Linked DNA regions of Cricetulus griseus: region 1 is linked to region 2. A link is a contact called in public Hi-C data. All regions are on one chromosome and are shown on one strand. Each heading gives the region's core, a stretch centred on a gene start, on an enhancer-like site or on the middle of the called end of the contact. The rest is flanking DNA. Distances are from core to core; before and after follow the strand shown.

The links. A called contact is a pair of places that touch in the nucleus more often than the background predicts.
Region 1: a Hi-C map of liver shows a contact between it and region 2, with 2.2 times the contacts expected there. The contact joins two enhancer-like sites. A contact is called at or near these places in 2 of 8 Hi-C or Micro-C datasets (the CHK-Q cell line and liver).

The regions. Positions count from the first base shown.
Region 1 is chrX:118,421,731-118,427,009 of CriGri-PICRH-1.0, reverse strand. It overlaps the pseudogene LOC100769152. Among named protein-coding and RNA genes, the nearest start is that of Med14, 63 kb to the right of the region's middle. Within about 2 kb of position 2,864, at least 2 of the 6 cell types and tissues checked have open chromatin away from gene starts, as enhancers often do.
Region 2 is chrX:118,346,613-118,352,211 of CriGri-PICRH-1.0, reverse strand. It overlaps Med14 (mediator of RNA polymerase II transcription subunit 14), which reads left to right. Exons shown (of 32, transcript XM_027433168.2): 5 at 2,380-2,553; 6 at 3,155-3,284; 7 at 4,489-4,617; 8 at 4,987-5,094. Among named protein-coding and RNA genes, the nearest start is that of Med14, 12 kb to the left of the region's middle. Within about 2 kb of position 2,486, at least 1 of the 6 cell types and tissues checked has open chromatin away from gene starts, as enhancers often do.

The DNA of each region.
Region 1 (5,279 bases), core at 1,615-4,114, 74 kb before region 2:
GTACCTTGTGTTACCCAGGTGGGGCACCACAAAATGTCTTGTAACTTGCTAGCTGGCCTGAAATCTTGCAGGGGACCCCCCCCCACACACACACACACTGGTATAACTGAAAGGAATCACAGAATCTGGCTTTTACTTGGGTTCCCGGGATCCAGATTGGCCCATCTCCCCGCCATGCTCAGCTTTTATGTGGCTGTTGGGAATCCAAAGGCCAGACCTGTGCTTGTGCAGCAAGCACTGTCACCCAGTGAGCCTGAGCCATCTTCCCACCTTCCTCAAAAGATACGGTTTCTCTGTATACAGGGAGAATTGCGGTCCTCCTTGAGGCTCTTAGTCTCATTAATAAAAGAAGTTAAGAATGAACTTAAACAGGAGCCCAAGGATGATTTTTATTGGAGTTAAAAAAAAATCAGGGGCTGGACAGATGGTTCAGTGGTTAAGAGCACACTGGCTGTTGTTCCAGAGAACCCGGGTTCAATTCCCAGCACCCACATGGCAGCTCACAACTGTCTGTAGCTCCAGTTCCAGGAGATCTGACAGTCTTATACAGACATTCATGCAAGCAAAACATCATTGCACATGAAATGAAAAGTGAATAAATCATTTTTTAAAAAGAAAAATTCGGGGCTGGAGAGATGATTCAGTGCTTAAGAGCACTGACGGTTCTTCCAGAGGACCAGGGTTCAATTCCCAGCACCCATATGGCAGCTCACAACTGTCTGTAACTCCAAGATCTGACACCCTCACACAGACACACATGCAGGCAAAACAACAACGTGCATAAAATAAAAACAGATAAATAAATAAAGAGAAGAAAAATTGTTAGGTCAGGTCTCAGCAGCTGCCCAGAGGAGGACAATGGAGATGAGGAGGAAACACCATTCCATTTAAGCTGGGGAGGCAGTCAAAGACAGCATGGAGAAGCAGCCACATAAGGGAAGGGAGTCTTTAGAGAAAGACTTAAAGCCTAAAGCATTGGCTGTGGTGGTGGAGAGAAAATGGTCCCCCATAGGGAGTGACACTGTTAGGTGGTGTGGCCTTGTTGGAGTAGGTGTGACCTTGTTGGGTGGGCTTTGAGGTCTCCTTTGCTCAAACTATGCTCAGAATAACATATAGTTGCTTCTGCTGCCCGTGGACCCAGATGTAGAACTCTCAGCTCCTCCTCCAGCACTGTCTGCCAAAGCGCTGCCATGCTCCCTGCCATGATGATAATGGACTGAACCTCTGAAACTCTAAGCCCCCCCAATGAAATGTTTTTCTTTATAAGAGTTGCTGTGTTTGCCGGGCGTTGGTGGCGAACGCCTTTAATCCCAGCACTCGGGAGGCAGAGGCAGAGGATCTCTGGGAGTTCAAGGCTAGTCTGGTCTACAGAGTGAGTTCCAGGACAGGCTCCACAGCTACACAGAGAAACCCTGTCTTGAAAAAACAGTAATTAAAAAGTAAAAGCCTATTTCTTAAAAATGGAGTCTGTTTTTTACTGTGGAATAAGGCAGAAGATTTGAATGCTATTAAAGTGTTCTCCAAGGAGCTTCAGATTCCCATTCCTCACAGGAAGTTCTATTGTTTCTTGCTCTGCCCGCTCTTATCACTGCATTTTATAATTGCTTGTAGACTTCCTCCTGACTGTGGTGAGCTAGTTAAAGAAGGGGTTTTGATTATTTTTTTTTCCCTTACCGTCTTAGAGTCAGCTCCCTGTGTGCTTCAATGTGAGTTGGCAGAATCCAATTCTTCAGCTCTGTGGACCCCAGGGAACTGGCACACAAATGAACCTTCCACACATTTTATTGGCTAGAATTGGGTTGTAGTATGACACACAAGCTAGCTTTGTGCTTTGTTTTATTATCAAACTTGGGGGTCACAACTTGTGCCCCAAGCCAGGCCCAGCTACTGGTCCTTAATAAACCAAGTAAAAGATCCAGATTACCTGGGTGTGGTGGTGCATGGCTTTAATCCAGAGGTAGAGGCTGTAGGATCTCTGTGAGTTCGAGGTCAACCTGGTCTACGTAATTACAGGCCTGCCAGGGCTATTACAGAGACCCTGTCTCAAAAAGAAAAGGGGTGGGGTCAGAAAAAGGAGATTCATTCAGTGTGACCACCTTGGGAAAGGGGAAGAAATCCATCTCTCTGTCCTCTGGTCTTGCCCTCCCCCATGTGCCCCCCACCCCGTTTTCCTCATGGTTACTCTCTCAGCTCCAGTCTCTCCTGCAAGATCACCTGACAAAACAGACTTTTCCTCCCTCCATTCTAGGGTCTCAGCCTTTCCTTTTCAGAGCACGAGGTTCCTAGGAAAATTTCAATTTTAGGGGTGTTTATTGTTTCAATAGCCTGCTTATCTCTTTACAATATCCTCATTCCTGCTAGGCAGGCCCGGTATAAATGGATAGGGGGATATTTCTGTGGTACACCTTCCCTCTATTTCCAGAAACCGGTCAATGGTCATTAGCTGCCCATCAATTTAGTAGCAGATTTTCAGAGTGGAAAAGGGAGACCAGCCTGTCCGTTTGATTTCAGAAACGGTGAGACTGGAGGTCGTCACGTCCCCTTCACTGGAGGAATGGTGGGAAGAAAGAAGCGTGTCATTGCAATCGGAAAGGCTGTCTCTTTGTCCTAGGAGACACAAACTAGTTTCCTGAATTGGATGCTGTAATGAAAAGAGGGGGGCGGGAGATTGAAATTTTCCCAAGCGTAGGAGGTAATTACTGGAGAAAGGTTGCGCGTCTGCATCGAGCAGGTTACACCACACGAACAAGAAAAACGTGGAGCATTTTTCTAGCTAATAATGCCCATCCAAAGGCAAAGGGTGGGAGGACCCTGCGGCCAGGCCGCCTGATGCTGCTGACAACATTCTGCTTGGACCGGATCCCGGACGCGGCTGGCAGCAGCCTTTTGCCCAAACGTGGGGGGAAGGGGCGGAGACTCGGTTAGAGCAGGAGCTTCAGCTTTTCAAACTTCAGCTTTCGCTTGCATTGCCTTTCCAAATTCCAGCTCCCTTAGGGACTTCGTCCAAGTCCTCAGGCTGGCTGTCTTTGCTACTTAGGATCAAAATAAAATTCCCTGCTTCTGTGGAATGATTTGGTAGTAGCTCTGAGAAAAACTGTCTCTGGCCCTTTAAATTTTTTCTTTCTCCTCCCCCCCCCACCCTTTTCATCATGCTTGCCTGCGACAGATGCTTGAAATTCCTCTTTGGCAAAAGGAATTCTCCTTTTCAGCCTTGGCTTTTAAATGCAAATCAGGCCTGTGTGGGGGAAGTGATTCGGTTTGTCTGAGGTTAGCCCGTTGTGCACAACAATAACACAAGATGAAAATGATGTGAATAAAGACTGTATTGGAGAATAAGGGACTGCCTTAGAGACCAGGACCAATCTGGTCTGTTGGCAGAATAACTTCTTTTGGTCACGTGCTCCCCACACTTTGTTTTTGAAAATCACTTTGAATTCTGTGTGAGTAAATGCCAAGTGTGTGCACCTGCCCTCAGAGGCCAGAAGAGGGCATCAGATCTCCTAGAAGCTGGAGCTACCTGCAGTTGTGTGCCACCCAACATGGGTGTTGGGAACTTAACACCCATGTTGGGTGGTCCTCTGCAGGAGAGGTAAACATTTTTTTTGAGGTTTTACATTTTATAAAATCAGAGCTGGCTGATCTTCAGGGGTACAGCAACAGCTCAAGGCTGGGAGAAGCTGTCTGTTGGTCCCCACTCCCGAGGGCCGGGTTAGGGGGCATTTCATGGCAACAGCTGAGGTTCCTCTCAGCTCCAGGGCAGATGCTCAAATAGGGAGAGGGATGGCCATGGTCATGAGGAGAGGGAAGCTCCTGAGGCTCAACACTGCTGGCTTCTTCTCTCCACTCCTGTTCGTTTCCAGCACAGCCTGGCTGCCTCGCTGGCCTGGGTCACAGCAAAGGCCCAAGAGCCACGGAGGGAGGTGGATGGGAACAGAGCGCCAAGGGAAGGGGCCTTTGGCCCAAGGGAGGAGAGTGGCCCTCCCCCCACAACTCCCCACTGAATCCACAGCACAGAAAACACCTCTAGTCCATCAACTCCACTGGGTCCAGGGTCCAAAGGGGCAGGCAGTTGAGACAGGCAGGGGCAATGAAGACAAGAGCAGGCTCAGAAGGGGAGGCAGCAGAGCTTTCTTCCTATCCATGGGATGAGACAGTGGGGAGGCTGGTATTGCTATTGGTGGTCAGCTCATTGAGCTCCCACCTGATATCATGGGGTAGACAGGACTGGTCCAGGTTATACTGAATCACGGCCAGTTTGCACAGTCTTCAGACTAGGGTTAAAGTCCAAGATGTATAAGTCACAATGATCTATGAGGTCAAATTCATCTCCCAGGTCTTCCTTGGGAGAGGGGCTGTACCCCCAAAGAGGATAATCTTATCACCAACAATACAGCAACACTAGCGCCGGCAGGGACATGGCCCTTTCCCCTTTTGGTTCAATCTTTTTCCAAGTAAAGGACCCAGGATTAGACTTCCAGAGATCATTGTAAGGACTCAGGCATTATGCTGGCCTGCCCCTGTCACCTGGCCGAATGCACTCAGGCAGTACCCTGGTCAGTCCAGAGTTCCATGGTTGCATAGTCTGCACACAAGGTATAAAGGACCCCTTTAATAGAAAGACCCCGCCCACTTATGTTCTCTTTCCTGCGTTCCTCTTTCTGCTATCTCTTTCCTGCTCCTCTCTCTTCCCACAGTCCTGGGGCAGACAGGACTTTCCCTGGCTCCCTCTTCTCTTCTGTCCTCTCTGTGTCTCTGTGTCTCTTTACCTCCTTTCTCTTTCCTCCCCTTCCCTCCCCTTTCTAATAAAACTTCTCACTTAAGCTCTGTCTGCCTGGCGTGCTTGTCCCTCCGCTTGAGTCATCCTTGCCAGCCATGAAATCCATGCAAGGTTCCCTTCAAGCTTTATCATAACAATCATGGAAAGTACTGGTTCAGCCTTGCATTATAGCCACCAAAGATGTACAGCTCCCCATTGTAGCCAAAGGCTGAAAGGCTCCTGAGCCCCTCAGGCGGCACCGGAGTGTGTGGACGGTCAAACCAGGCCTCAGTTCTGGCGTCAAAGACTCGAATTCCGTTGCAGTCAATCTCATTGTTGAAATGAAATGGCCCAAAGCAGTCAGCACGGCCCCCAAAGACATACATGTGATTGCCCAGCATTGTGGCTGAATGGGAATATCTACAGCGTGCAGAGTTACCCTTTGTGCAAACAAGGGTCCATGTCATGGTGCTGGTATCCAGCTTGTGAATGTCATTGGAAAAGCAGTCTCCCAGCTGTTAAT
Region 2 (5,599 bases), core at 1,237-3,736:
TTTTGGACTTGACCAAAAGGAAGAGGAGATACCTGGAAGACCTTACATGAGGAGACTTTAATATATCTTTTTCATATCCATGTTATTGCTTTGAGTTTAGCAATCCTAGTCCATTCATCCTGTCCACCACCCTTCCTGACTGATTTCCCTGCCTCTTTATTTTGAGGCAGCATTTCACTGTGCAATCTAGGCTAGCCTTGTATTTGCTATGTTGCCTAAGCTGAAGTCAAACTTGTGATCTTTGTGCTTCAGTGTCTTGAGTGCTGGATTACAGGTATGCACCACCATGCCTGGCTTCCACTAGAGTTTCAACATCCATTTCCCTGTTCACTGGTGATGTTGAGTATGTGTTCATTGGACATTTGTATTTCTTCCTTAGAGAAATGTCCATTCGCTGCTCAAAGTCTTAACAATTATTAACCATATTGATAGTTGGTGTGTAAACATGTTTTTTCTTTTCTTTGAGACAGGGTTTCTCTGTGTAGCTTTGGAGTATAAATATGTTTTAAAAAGCATACTGATTACTTGGTATCTATGAGATTATTAATAAGTTGCTCAAAACTAAAGCATTAGTATTTGATTTTTAGTGTATCTTGACTTCTGCAACTGTTTCATTACACAGTACTGCAGACTAGATAAACTGATGTCTCAATTAATCTCCTATCTTCCCAGAGGGAAGGTCTCTGATTTTCCTTTTCTTTAACTTGGTCTTATGAACATTTTTACCTGTGAGGGATAAGATTTTTTTTTGAGACAGGGCTTCTCTGTACAGCCCTGGCTGTCCCAGAACTCTATCAATAGACTAGGCAGGCCTCAAACTTAACTGAGATCCGCCTGCTATTGTCTCCCAAGTGCTGGGATTAAAGGTGTACAACACCTCAACCTAGTTAAGTGACAAGATGTTTTCTGTGTTTGTTTTTTGGTTTTTCAAGACAGGGTTTGTCTTCCTAGTAGAGATCCACCTGCCTTTTCCTGAGTACTGGGATTAAAGGCAAGTGCCACCACCGCCTGGAGCAACAAGATTCTTCTGTCTTTTTTTTTTTTTTTAATGTGCATTGGTGTTTTGCCATGGTTGTCAGGTTCCCTGGAAGTGGAGTTACAGAGAGTTGTAAGCTGCCATTTGGGTGCTGGGAGTTGAACCTGGGTCCTCTGGAACAGCAGCCAGTGCTCTTCACTGCTGAGCCATCTCTCCAGCCCCAATAAGATTTTTAAAATGTCCTAAATCTGAGTTAAACCAGTTTAGCAGTTGAGACTGTGTTTTAGTACTATCATGGCTATGAATAAGAAGTTAGTGTTGGTGGCATTGATAGAACATGGCACTAGTTATAAAAGGTAGCATTTCTTTTGTGTTAAGCTGTATAGTGGGAACAAATAAAAAGCCTGGACAGCAGTGGTGGCACACACCTTTAATCTTAGCCCTTGGGAGGCAGAGGCAGGCAGATCTCCATTTTCTGGTTTTAGCTTTTCTAATATTAAGCTCTGTTTCTTTGAAACAAGGTCTTCACTTGTGAATCAACTTTTCTCACCTCTAAGGTGATAGTAATTTTAGAGTTGTAGAAATTAGATAATAAAATAGCTAGAAGAGGAAAAAGATACAGATCACTGTCTTTGTATGATGCTCTATTACATTAATTCTGGGTGACAGGGTTTAAGTTGTCCATCAGAAGCTTGTTTGAAGGACATGAGAGAAAGGAATACTAGGTATTGATGTAAAACAGAATTAAAGGTTTAAAGGAGATAGTTTTTTAGCCTACTCTCTCTACTCTACTCACTACTGCACTGCATAGAGAACTGGTAGAAAGAATTTCTGTATTGTGCAGAAAGTACTGCCAGTATGTACTGAGTGTTTACTATGTTCTGAAGGCTAGAAATGTATTTAATTCTCAGAACAACTTCATGAGGTTGGGAATCATTACCTCCATTTTACTGTTGAAAACCTTAGGTTTAGAAAGGTTAACATTTTTGCCCAAGCAGACAGGGCTAGTAAATTACAGATTTAAAATTTAGATCAAGGCAGTCAAGGAGTCCATGATTTTTTTTGTTTTTTTTGTTTTTTTTTGTTTTTGTTTTTGTTTTGTTTCATTGTTTTTTTTTTTTTTTGAGTCCATGATTTTAACTACTTCATTGACACCTAGTACTAGAAGTCTGTCAGAGTAAAAACATTTTACTTTATTCTCTTCCTAAAATTTGATATTATGTATGAGTGATGTCAAAAGTGGAGAAATGAAAAAATACTATTTTAATGTCATAGAGATAGATACTTCTTCAAATAAATATGAAACTACCTATTTTGATATCTTTTGAAACTTGCTTTGGAGTATATAAATGATATTTAAGAAAACAATTTTTAAGGCAGCTTATTTACTCTTTGCTTTAAAGATGATCTCAAGCTTTTTAGATCAGCAAGCTATCTTGTTTGTGGACACTGCTGATCGCTTGGCCTCATTAGCTAGAGATGCACTGGTCCACGCACGCCTGCCTAGTTTTGCTATCCCATATGCCATTGATGTGCTGACTACTGGCTCTTATCCACGGCTTCCAACCTGTATCAGGGTAAGTGGTTTGCTCCTCTCTGTACTCATAAAAGCTGAAGGCTTTGGGTTTGGATTATGTAGCATAGGAAAAATCCATATTTTAAAAGCTAGTTTATGTAGTTTTTTTTTTTTTTTAATCTAGAAGTAAAAGTGTGGTAGCTTGAAATAAATTGGGGTCATGATATGAGTAGATATCGATCTGGGGAATCTGTTCTTTCCTCTTTTTTCTCCTTCATTTTCTCCCCCTTTCCTGTCCTTGTTGGGAGTAAGCAGATGTACAAATATCATTTAGCTTCTATTTGAAGTATGAAAATAATTGCGTAGTGGTAGCATTTTGGAAGTGCATTCAAAATGTATTATGGTAGATTGAATGATTTTGTGCTATTGTATTCTGTACATTTAGGAAATGGAGGAACTCATTAGTAATATTAACTTGTTATAAAGAACATGGTTTTACCAAGGTTACAGAATTATACTCAAATGCAGAGTCTCTATTATTGGATGTAGACAACAGAAATAGGTATTGTCCTCTTGAGTAAAGTAAGAACATGTATAAAGACAAGTGCAAGTAAACAATTTCATCTTTTGCATATTATTTTAAAGATTCTTTTTTTTTGTAGGATAAAATTATTCCTCCAGACCCAATTACCAAAATTGAGAAACAAGCCACACTTCATCAGCTTAATCAGATTCTTAGACATAGGCTTGTAACAACAGATCTTCCTCCACAGCTAGCAAATCTTACAGTGGGTATGTACCTAAAATTTTTTTTTGTAAGAATATTTTCTTGTGCTGATCAGTGGTGGCGCATGCCTTTAATCCCAGCACTTGAGAGGCAGAGGAAGGTGGATCTCTGTGAGTTTGAGACCAGCCTGGTCTACAGAACTAGTTCCAGGACACCTAGGGCTGCTACACAGAGAAACCCTGTCTCAAACAAACAAACAAAATAAAAGAGAGAGAGAGAATATTTTCTTGGCCTGGCTGGGCAGTGGTGGTGCATGTCTTTAATCCCAGCACTCAGGAGGCAGAGGCAGGCTGGTCTTTGTGAGTTGGAGGCCAGCCTGGTCCACAGAGCTAGTTCCAGAACAGCCAAGGCTACATAAAGATACCCTGTCTTGAAAAAAGAATATTCTTGGCCTTTAGAGATGGCTCAGAGGTTAATAACACTGGCTGCCCTTCCAGAGGTCTTGAGTTCAATTCCTGCCAACCTCATGGTGGCTCACAACCATCTGTAATGAGATCTGGTGCCCTCTTCTGTCATGTAGGCGAACATGCAGGCAGAACACTGCATACATAATAAATCTTAAAAAAAAAATATTTTCTTAAATGTCCTTTTCTTGAAAGAACAGGTAAATAAAGTTTTAAGTTTTATGGTATTTGAATCTATGATTTGCTATCCATAATTGTTCTGTTTTTAGTACCTAAAAATAATGTGCTGATAATTGCAGTGGGGGTGGGGAGTGAGTGTGATTACCTGAGGTTGGAAGAGAAAAGAGGCCCCAAAGTTAAGCCTGGAAAACATGCTGTGCTGTTGATTTGTATGTAGGAAGAGTTGCCTTTGGTTTCTTCCTTTCTTTCTTTCCTTTTTAAAGATTTTATTTATTTATTATGTATATAATATTCTGCTTCCATGTACATCTACACACCAGAAGAGGGTACCAGGTCTCATAACGGATGGTTATGAGCTACCATGTGGTTGCTGGGAATTGAACTTAGGACCTCTGGAAGAGCAGCAGTTGGTGCTCTTAAACTCTGAGCCATCTCTCCAGCCTGCCTTTGGTTTCTTAATGACCTAGACATTGGCTACTGTCTGTGTCTGAACTATTGACTTGGTTCAACACTTAGGACAAAACTTATAGTCCATGTAAAATGTCTTATAAATGAAACTGAAACTTGGAGATTATCCAGAAGCTTATTGTTTTAAAGCAGTGTCCTCTTCTTCCTCTTCTAAAAGCAAATGGCCGTGTGAAGTTCCGAGTTGAAGGAGAATTTGAAGCAACTTTGACAGTAATGGGTGATGATCCAGAAGTTCCATGGCGCCTTCTCAAACTTGAAATTCTAGTTGAAGATAAGGAAACAGGAGGTAAATCATCATAGTACTGGTTTTGGTATTCTTTTTTCCCCCTTAAACATCCATCCATCCATCCATCCATCCATCCATCCATCCATCCATCATTTATGGTCTTGGCATTCTTATTGAAGTATTCCTGCAGAAAACTGTGTAGCAAATTATTCTGTAATTTGAAGCAAACTTTTGATAAGCATAATTACCTACTGATTGGGGAAATTTCAGTGTTTCTTAATGTATAATATTCTATAGTTTTCTCAGGATAATCCCAGGTCCCCTTTTTTAAATTTTACATTCATTTTTAGTATATACTTCCTTGGTTAATGCTATAACAGTGACTTCTCTTTTTTAATTAACTGCCTTCTTTTCTTCTGCCGATGGTAGATGGCCGAGCTTTGGTTCATAGCATGCAAATCGACTTTATCCATCAATTGGTGCAGTCTAGGCTTTTTGCTGATGAGAAACCTCTCCAGGACATGTACAACTGTTTACGTATCCTTCTGAAATTTGAGACATGTACTGTAAGGATTTTGTTTCCCTCTTTCCATTATATTTTCTGTTTACCCTTTGTCCTGAAATGTTGTAGTCTGGCCTCTCCTTCCCATCCCTCACTTTTTTTGGGTAGAAATAGACATGTAGAGCCAGTCAGTGTGAACATTAATGATACATGTATAATAAGACAGGTTTTAAATTTTATCCCTGACTTTGCAGGCAACTCCTAAAATTGATTACTTTGAAATAGTATTGTTTGCTGGCCAAGTTTGTACATGCCTATAATCCCAGCATCTGAGAGGCAAGGCTGTGTAGTTAGTAACAAAGCCAGCTTGCATTACATAATGAGAACATGTTCCAAAAAGGTACCATTTTGGTCTGAAAATGTATTGATCAATTTGTATTTTCTAAACAGTGATGAATAAAGGGATAAACCTGGATCTAGTTTTGTTTATTTAGGTCAAAATTATCAGCCCTTTTTCTAAAATTATGTCACATTACTACT